Linked DNA regions of Drosophila melanogaster: region 1 is linked to region 2. The links are chromatin contacts, called in public targeted proximity ligation maps. All regions are on one chromosome and are shown on one strand. The core of a region is the stretch at or near the end of the contact, and the rest is flanking DNA. Distances in the headings are between cores, read along the strand shown.

Region 1 (5,366 bases), core at 2,067-4,566, 280 kb before region 2:
GATCAAAGGAGGGCAGGCACATCGCCAGTCTTTGTACTTGACTATGTGTGTCTATATGTACATATGTATGTATGTACATATGTCTGCCCAGCCCGCAATTGTGGTTAATTAAGCGCCCGATTTGCCATGATAATTTATACGCACTTGGGGAAACCTTTCGATATTCTATTAATTGACCAACTTTTGCTTTTACACTTCGCTGTTTGCAAAGGTGGGCTTGTGCCTGGGGCTCAGTGGATAATGATCATCCGTGCCAATCCAAATAAACAGTCCAGTTGCGGTGATTGCGTTGCGGGAATGATGTGAATCCAACTGGATAAATGCAACCGCTCGATCATATGACGTAATTCGCGCCCGGTTGAGTGGCCTCTAGTGCCGCCTTCGCTATTATGCATTCTGTATGAATATCTGGCGGGTGAACGGTTCCAACCGGTTTCCAGATGCAGATACACTTACAGATGCTATTGCATCTTTGAGAGATGGAAATGGCAAATTGGCGCTGAGATTGTCAATCTCGGATGCAGTGAAATCTGCCTATGGCAAATCTAGCTCTTGATTCAGAGAATAAATCAAAAGTATGTGTGGCTTTATCCGGATTAGACTCTTTGGATCTTCGAGTATCTATCTATACAAAAGCTAGATCCTTCCTAAGACTTAGCTTAGATCAGACTTGGGGATCAACAAACAAAAACAATATGCTGACTTGGTTAACTTATCTCAAACTCCAGTGTAATTTAACCCAGCTCCATTTGTGTCTTGGGGTCTAAAGAGTTGCTGGCCCACATTTGGCTTGTGCGGTGGTGTCTGGCCTTTATGTATGCCATTTACTTCAATAGCCACCCAGAGCTATCGTGTATCAATGAGACGTTTATGTGATGCCATTATTCTGTCACGTTTCCATGCTCATTTCGGCTGTTGATTTTTTCTTTCGGTTTCTGTATCTTGAACTGGGCCCTTTTTGCCGCGAGTGTTGAACACAAAGAGCCAGAGTCAGACCACAATAATATACATAGATACATATATTTTGTGGGAGACAGACACCAAGACGGAGCTAGTTAGAAAGGCTGTGGTTATGGCCAGACCATTACATCATCCCCATCATCATGTCATGATTGGGGTGACAGACAACAAAGTTGGTGGCCAATTCGGGCAGTGAAAGCTTCTTGAGGCAGCACAGAGAAACTTCTAGAATTTGTAAATATATTACTTTAATAAGAAGCCTGTATGTTAAAATAAAAGGTCAAACCACTTTCCTTATGGGGCGACTTATAATTCTCAACTGGTTCTAGCTTAATTTATTCTCGCAAATATTCATATTGACACAAGTATAGCTCTTAATATTTTACACATAAAAACATTGTAGTGTTTACGTTCTATGCAAATCAAAGGAAATGTATCTTTCTTTGAAGAACATATTCAAAGTGGTATAGCAAAGTGTCTAGTGGGGTAGTTGTTCTTCCTCGTTTTTCGCTGTATCTTATCAGTCGTTTGTTGTTCTGTTCTTGTTGTTTTTTTGTTTGGCTGTGTGCATTCTGGCTATTAACTTATCGTACGACTCGGCTATATCTCCGCCACACTGTGGTTGTTGTTATGGCAATTTCAACACCTTTGGACACTTACAACGACGTTACTTTCGACATCGTCAACAACAATAACCCGCTCTCACACCCACATGCAATCGTATATACAGATATGTATAGGCAGTTATATGGCTAAATACTTACACACAGTTGATAGCAGTTATGGAAAACCACTGTGCGGTGGGTGAAAGAGGCGGGGGAAAACTAGGGTCTTCGTCTTCCATTGTCTATTGTCGTGGATGTGCCTTTGTTTCTGGGGCGTAGTTTAGTCATTGTCTGATATTAAGCAATATTTCCAACTACATCTCCCGATGAGCTATAGCTCCATTTTCAATTCCATTTCGTTCGCTGTTCTTCTGCAATAATCAGCCCAGTTAGTACAACGAGCCATTTGCTCGATTTCATCATCATTATAATCAGCATAAAGAGCTATGTATTTCGTTATAGAAATGTTAGAATAAACAGAATTTGTTATGCCTACCATATGTGTGTCATACGGATAGAAATTTTGCAAAAATCCTGTCATGCTGAAATACTTTAATGTTTACATTTAATTTACTAGTTTATCAAAGGGAAATACTCATGCATATATGTATTTGCTTTTGAAATAATCATTTCATCTTATTTATTTAAAATTTAAAACTGCTCCTACTAAAAATGATTGTAAATCAAACTCACGCTTTTGCTAAGCTAACTAAAAATGTATGCTTAGCTAAGTAAATGCAGAGATAACCAACTAAAACTCGACTGCTTTTTTGTGTACAATTTTCGAGTGACTAGCGATTTTTAACTATGATATGCATTATGCATATGTATGTGTATAAAAAGCAGCACCTCACTTCACCTACCTATTTACAATTAGTATCTGGGGTGCGATGGGGCAACAGCAAAAGGCTTTTAATTGATAGATCAATATCACGATGATTGGTTTTGTGCGTAGCATATGGCGAGCGAGGCCTATCGCAATATTTTTCGGGGTAAATGGCACACGAGAGCGATGTCGGGAAAGCCCGTGAGCTTATCTAAAATGATGGAGTTGGTGGGGGCTAAATGGACATGTGTGTTCAGGGCCACTCTAATGGGGGAGGGGTTGGGAGGTGGTTCTCATATGGCCCAATTCCTAGTCCCTTCGCTTTGCCACCTCCCTGGGGTGTTGGGTGTGTTTTGGGGCCATATGCTTCGAATCGAAACAATAAGAAATATAACATTAGGTCAGGTTCTCGACCATGTATTGAATTCCCTTGGCTCTGGTCGCCTTCTCTTCTCCTTTGGCTAATTGTTTTTTTTGGCCAGTTCTGAATGTTTCAAACTATATTCGCTTTATCTACGACACAAGGTCAAAGCCACAGCTAAACCCACCCACATTTTGGGCACTCTTTCGTGCCAATACGAAAATGATGAGTTGGAATTTCAATTTTATTTATCACCAATTTTTTATGCACCCATTTTGGCCATACCATCCATCCATTTCGATTTTTTGTGGCTTTTAGTTTTAGGTTTTCGCTCGACTCGTAGCGATGGCACACGAAATGCGATATAAAATCCAAACGTGCGAATATATTTGCGGCCTATTCTGCGATATAGAAGCGAGGTGTTTATGTGATAAAAGAAAAATAGAAGATATTATACGGGAAACCCCATAAAACACACATTTAATACGACTTGTATGTGACGTTTCCGAGGAACTTCTTGTGAAATTGCAAGAAACCGAAAGAAGTCGACTTATCGCGCCACACAACACGTCACTTCGATTGGCCCCAGTGTGTAAATTGAGTGTGTGGGTTAATGGTTTGTTTGCCAGTAGTTCCCATTCGATCGGAGGTGCAATAAAGTTGTCGCACGAATCGGTAATCGACTAAGAGCTTTTCCAAGTGAGAACGTGTTTTACAGTTCACCATCTTGAAAAAAATGTGTCAAGGCGACTGACGGACGAAGGTACCTAAACTCAGGTTGAGAACTGGAAAGGGAAAGTTTACAAATCGAATAAAGTAGGATTAAACTGGATTTTATAATACACGGATGTACAAATGTACAAATCTTCACGTTTAAGTTAGTTCTTTTATATATATATATATAGAGTCCTAGAAATTCCCACTTTCTTTATCAAAATACTTCTACTTCTTCTTCATTTCAACAACTTCTAAAAATGTTATAAAATGTAATCAACAAATGTAACAAATTTAAAGAACTATTTTCCAATATTATCCAAAGAAAGTCCATTTAGTTTGCAAATGAGTTGGCGTGAGTCAAGGATTTGATTTGCACTCGAAACCAGTGCTCTGTGTCCTTGATTACAGGGTACGACGCGCCTTGAGTTCCGCCCAATCTTAGTGTGCCATCTAGTGTGCCAGACTGCATCCGGCCATTTAAATTGGAACCGGAGCGCACAATCCATTCACGTCGACCTTTCGTCGCCTCTGACCTGACACGCAAATTTTGTGCGACAAGAGCGAAGGTGGTGTTGGTGGCGGCGTCACACAGATCGATGTGCGATGTGGAGGTCCTTGGCATTATTTGGCACTTGATGGAATAACTATTAGTTAGAGTGCCACCGCTAATGCTAATGCTAATGCCCCAATCCCACCGTATGCCACTCCAACTGCCACTTAAATGCGGGCGGGTGGATTTGCATTATCTGAATGAAAAAAAAAAAAAAAATAACTGAACGGGAAAGTCGCTTGTCTGGTGGTTACCTGTGCGCCACGCCTCGCCGCCTCCCAGCAAATAATGGGGAACAAAAGCGCACATTTGTCTGATATTCAAATGTACACACGATGACTATATACTTCAATGAATGTGTACATACATATTATATATGTACGTACGTACCTACATATGTGTTTGGATTTCGAGTTTTATCAGCACGCTTCGCCGATATCGTGCGGGCACAACGGGCGGCGTTGGGTGGGTGGCATAATTATAATCAGAACTAAGTTTATTTGTTTAAATGCCTAAAGAGACGCATTTGCCACCGTCTCTCCGGTCGACTGATAAATGTTTATTAAACTCGGTTATGCCCATGAGCACGGCCACGCACTTTTTTCGAGCTCTTTGCATAAATATAAACAATATGGAGGCAAATATGAAAAGACTTGTTGATTCTTAGTTTTGATAAGCGTTATGCTTTTTATTCTTTTCTTTTGAGGGGTTTTTGAAACTAGCCAAAGGCACGTGATCTCAAAAGATACGATAAATACGATAAATTTGTTTTGTACACCAGCTAGTTCTTATGGTTGGTTGAAAGCGTACCTTGTTTTATCATTCAGAAAAATCAAATAAATTATTAAGAATGCATTCTGAGCGTAGTTGTTGCACTTGTTGTTGGGACAAAAGTTGATTTCATTTGCCTTCAACTATTTCAAGGCTTTTGAATATCAACCAATTCGTAAGTCTTGTTTAGATACCACCGAACTCTCAGTTTTCAAGGTGCGCAGGTCTTTCCTTCTTAAGATATAGTAATGTTGTAAGGGTTCCTAACTCTTTATCTATCAATGAAAAAGTTTGGTAGCTCATAGGATTGGGACTTGGTTCTCTGGGAGAGTCTTCTTGGTCTCTCTCTCTCCGATTTCCATCAAAATACCACGAGTTCTTTTTTCCGAAGCGTACTGAGCGTTATGCTTTTCAAGCGATAACATTTGAAGCTAGTCACTTGGGCGATACGGAGCTTTCCGTTTGGTTTGTTTCGAATCGGTTGGATTCGTTTTTCGGGCTAAATAAATGGTCTAATTTCCCTAACGGATCGCAGAAGGCAAGATGACCAAAGCAACGTAAATAATACCAAAAAAT
Region 2 (4,980 bases), core at 1,368-3,867:
ACGCTTTGGCTTTGGCTTTCGCTCTTGTGGCCCCCTCGAAGGCAATTTGTAAATTTAAATTAGTTTTACTAAACACAACACATTTTCACACCGGCACACACCCATATCCATATGTATGCATAAATTTTCATTAAAAAAAAAAATAAGAGAAAAGAGAGTGCGGGGAAAATCGTTGAACGTGTGCAGAACCCAAGAAAATTATCAAGAACAAGTTGATTTTGTTTTTGTTTTTTCTTTTTTTGCTTTTTCCAGGAGGGGGAGGCCCTGCCAAAATGTTTCGCCGAAACGAGCAGGTGAAAAATACAAGAGGAAAACATGAAACGCTGAGCAAATTATCCATTTATCCATCTATCTAACGCAGGGAGATCAACTTTCGCGGAATGCTCGAGAAAAAAAAAGCAACATAGAAGTAGAAAAGTTATGACGAGCAGAAATTCGGGAAGTTCATTGTGCCCGGGAAGTCTTCAGATTCAGATTTAGCTGCAGATACATATACATACATACATATGTAAGTATGTACACAGTTATGTTTCCGGGCTGTCGGCCAAAGTTAATGCCAAGGAATTTGGCAAGTAATTTATGACAGACAGCCAAATGGAAATGGAAAACAAATGGCGATAAGCTAATTTGATAAAGGTGTTTGATCGATCCACTGCGATAACGACGATTTGCAATTGAAAAGCGAAAATCATTCGCATTTTGCAGATAAAAATCGCTGACGTGGTCGGATATGCACTGTTCGTAAATGGGAGATGTTGATATTAACGAAATCAAAATGAAGAAATCTATTTTGATGTATTAGGTAAATAGAAAAAAGTTAACGTAAGATAAATTTCATATAAACAGAATTTGCTTAATACCAAATTGATTTGATTAAGATACAATGCAAGTCTTATTTTGTATAAAATAAATAATATTCACTTCTTTCGCCATTAATTTTCAACTGAAAAGTAACTAGCTGCAAAATGTATTTATCTGCTGAACGAAAATCAAAAAACGAGATACAAAACGGCATGCGTGGCGCCACCTAGCGGCCAGAGTTTCCTTTGCACCGGCGACGTGACCGAATCAACGTGCGAGTGCGAACGAGATGGTGTGCGACAATTTTCCGCCAGGAAAAAAGAAAACGATTTGGCAGTTTGTCTTCGGGGAAAGAAAATGCCTAAAATTAGAGCACAAATTAGATTTCAATTGAATTGAAATGTCTGCGGAGAAAAGTGTCCCACAGATGCATAATTGATTTATGCAAACGAAATTCGCAGAAGAAACTGGCCAGAAGTTTTCCTTTACTTTATGTGTTTCGCCTCGAAAAAGTAACTATGCAAATAAATCGCCTATTTATTATTTATTTATGTGCAAAATGAGATTCTTTTCTCTTGCTACTTTACACGTCTGATTTAAATAATTTGTATTTTGTAATAATTTTTGTATGAAAATCTCTTTGGTTTGAAACACGTTTGAGTGAAAAATATAGTATGTTCGTGCGCTCTTTCAGTTTTTGTAAACCACTCAAGAGAGTTTCACATGTAACGGCCGCTCTTAAGTTCTCTTTAGCAAAAATTCTCATCCCCCAGTTTGCGCTCCAATTTTCACTCACTTCGTCTTTCACAGCTGATTCTTTTGCTCTCAGCTGGAGCTGGTCGGCGAAACATATTAACTGGAACAGGCTCTCTTATTGGCTTTTCCTGCTAAAAAGTGCCATAATTATAGTTATTTGCTGCATTTTTAAATGCACTGAACGTTAATTAATGGTTTGCTATATTATTAAGCTGATTTTCATGCATTTATCGCACAGCTCTCTGTCTCTCGCTGCTCAAAACTTGCAGTAATTTTACTGGCTCTCCCGCTGCTCTTTCATTGGGCTTGCAGCTGTTTCGCTCATCAGATGTTTCTGAGTCGAGCCTCCCACTGCCCCCCGCACCGACACAAACCAGCAGCACTATGTGCAACTGTATGTGTATTTGCATTGTGTACACAAAATCAGCCGCTGCCCTCTGTCGACGTCTCTGCGGGCAGCGCAGCTCCAAGCGCAGCCAGTGAAATACATACATTCGTACGTACGTACGTACATATCTATATATCTTGATTTTCCAACTCGTTTCGCGCAGTCAACGCGCCCCCCAAAAACACACACACACACACTTTCATATATGTATGCAGCAGTACAAAGGGGGCCAAAATAATATTGATAATGATAAAATCGAGCCTATGAGTTTAACTTTATTTAACTTTCGTTGGTTATAAATACAGTATATATATCTTATTTTTTTCTATTTGTATATACTTACGAAATAGCATTAATGTTTATAAATATGTATTTACATATGTATCTGCAATTTAGTATTTAAAATTATTTAATCAGTTCCTTATGAAATATTTATCATTACGATCCTAAATTTATAACTTTCAAATGCAATCAACTTAATAATCTTAATATCGATATCAATAAATCTCAGGTGCTAAAATCGGTTTACAGTCACACGATTTGCTGGAATAGTAACCATTATCGGTCAAACGGATATTATGGGTGGTTAACCTCTATTGATTAAAAACTCTATCGGTGCATGGCACCTTATTTTAAAATTATAGATACGTAAAATAATGCAGAACGACTGATTACAGATACTTCTAATCGTTCCTTAACTTTTTACTGTGCACCAAGTGGACAGCCTTTTGGCGTTTGTTAATGAATTTGCAGCATTTTTTAATAAACAGACTTAAACTTTAACTTGTTTAATAATTTAGTAACCAGTATTTAAGTGTATATAATTCAATTGAAACTATATATTTATCTACATTTGCAGCTAATAAAGTCTTCAAAATCGAGTATTCATTCTATTTGTATTGTTCAAAGGTTGATAGAGCCTATTCATTTGGCGACCGCTGTTTGTGTGCAACTATGTATGTGGCAAGTTGGATAGATAGTCGCATATACATATATCTTTGGATACAGCTAGGTAGGTAGGTAAGTAAGTATATGTATTATGCCTAGGGTTTTGTTGCTGCCTCAGCTGTTATTGTTGTTGTTGCTGTTCCTGCTGCTGTCGTGTTGTTTGTGGCTGCTGCCGTTGTTGTTGTTGTTGTTGTTGCTTTTTTCTTATTGCCTGCACACACGGCTCTCGTGCGCCGTTGCCGTTTTTCACTCACTGAGTGAGCCAAGTCCATTGGAATCAAGTTGCTCAACGGCAACGTTTCATTTTCATATCTTTCCCATTTGTGCCCCACTGTGTGTGTGCGCCAGTGTTGGTGTGCTTGTGAGAGTGTGTGCAGTAAGTGTTTGTGTTGCTGTTTGCTTGTTGTTGGTCTTTCTCTTCTTTTATTTTTTAGCTGGTTATTTATTTATTTATTTTTTGTTTCGCTGCTGCAACAGAGCGAAGAGAGGGCCCCCAAACAGACAGAGATAGAGAGATAGATAGAGAGAGAGAGGGAGAGAGAGAGAGCGGGAGAGATGGCTCTTTGGAGCCCGGCCGGCCTTTGTTGTTGTTCGTTTTGCTTATGGGCAATCATCTGTTTTATTCTGCACACAGCTGCACCCACACGTACGTGCACCTACACAGGTGTAACTGCCTTGGCTGCATCTTAAAGATACTTTTCTTAAATCCTTAGCCTGCAGAATGAGGAACTTGTTATCTCTACGTTTATTAATAGTGTGCATAATGTAGGAGATATACATATGTGACTTTAGAGCAGTATATACAAATATGATTGTTCATTAGCAATAAAAAAAACATAATAAAATAAACAAAATTACAGTAAGTGATGATTAGATTTAAAAGATACGAAGGATATTATAAAATATCTAATATATACAGACAAACCTTGCTCTTAGGCATTTAATCGAAATTAACCTTAACGAACATTTTTTCTGTAACTGAAGCCCTCGGAAATTTTCAGTTAGAGAAGGTGGCCTGTATTTGTATCTGCTACAAAGTCATGCCATGTATCTTTTGTATCTTTTGTGCCTTTTGCCTGTGTTGTGCATTCGCCGTCAGCTTTTTTCCATCAATAGTTCATTTTCTGCTTGGCAACGAGTTCTTTTGCTTTTCTTCTTTTCGGTATTACCTTTCTCTCTCTGCCTCTCTATTTCATGTTATACCTTAGGTTTTTTTTTTTTTAGACGGCTACGTAAAGTTGCATGAAATTGGAGAAAACGTAGAAATGATGAAATTACTGGACATACATGTGTTCTGGGTGGCAATTCTTCACCACCCGCATCCAACCCCTTTGTTTTTTCCGCCATCCATCCCAATGGTATCCCTGGTGTTCCTCTCTGTTTTCACCTCATTCGGTTGATGAACGTGGATTAGTTCCATGGAAAACTATGCAAAAATTTGATACACAAAGTTGATACGATGATGGTGGAACGTTTGTTTAGAGCATTACATATGTATGGCTTGGTATGGGGATTCTGACTATGACACACCTGTCATGTGAGACCTGCAACAATGGAGCAGATAAAGAGCGGCAGTTTATATTATCAGAGTGCCATGGCTGATTCCATCAACAATGTCAAGATCCAGCTGGAAATTTGATGACCGCCCTCATCATCATCATCATCATCCCATTATGCAAATCGTTAGCCCATTTCAATGTATTGTGATTATTGTGCAGCAAAGAGAGCGCACTGAAATGCCAATAAGAGATATTAGTAAATACTTGCTTGCTTATCAATATTAAATTCAATCTTACATATATGAAGTGACTAGCCCAAATCAAATTTTAAATCAATGAGTGTGTCTTTTTTTATTGCCCAATAAAAAAAAAAAGAAGAAACTTTAACAAAGAAGACTGGTTAAAGCAGTCTCGTATGATCGATTTTGATAACGAAAAAGGTGACTAATGTCAGTGAGGAAATAACACATATAATAACGAACCACCATAAGACATATGTATGTATGTACATATGTACATAGATGACAACTTATTAGAGCGTCTGGAAGCAACAAATAGGATTATAAACTCATGGTAGAGAAACCACTG

Evidence for each region.
Region 1: a targeted proximity ligation map of the Kc167 cell line shows a contact between it and region 2, with 9 times the contacts expected there. A contact is called at or near these places in 4 of 107 Hi-C or Micro-C datasets (the Kc167 cell line, the Ras3 cell line and leg imaginal disc) and 1 of 7 datasets of targeted methods (the Kc167 cell line).

What each region holds. Positions count from the first base shown.
Region 1 is chr3L:11,527,776-11,533,141 of dm6, reverse strand. All of the region lies in intron 1 of Mob2 (Mob2,), which reads left to right. Among named protein-coding and RNA genes, the nearest start is that of Fuca, 7.7 kb to the right of the region's middle.
Region 2 is chr3L:11,244,590-11,249,569 of dm6, reverse strand. It overlaps lncRNA:CR44713 (long non-coding RNA:CR44713), which reads right to left and starts at 2,617. Exons shown (of 1, transcript NR_124876.1): 1 at 2,347-2,617. lncRNA:CR44714 (long non-coding RNA:CR44714) reads left to right here and starts at 2,338. Exons shown (of 1, transcript NR_124875.1): 1 at 2,338-2,685. It overlaps lncRNA:CR44715 (long non-coding RNA:CR44715), which reads left to right and starts at 1,473. Exons shown (of 1, transcript NR_124877.1): 1 at 1,473-2,166. It overlaps lncRNA:CR44717 (long non-coding RNA:CR44717), which reads right to left and starts at 1,441. Exons shown (of 1, transcript NR_124878.1): 1 at 1-1,441.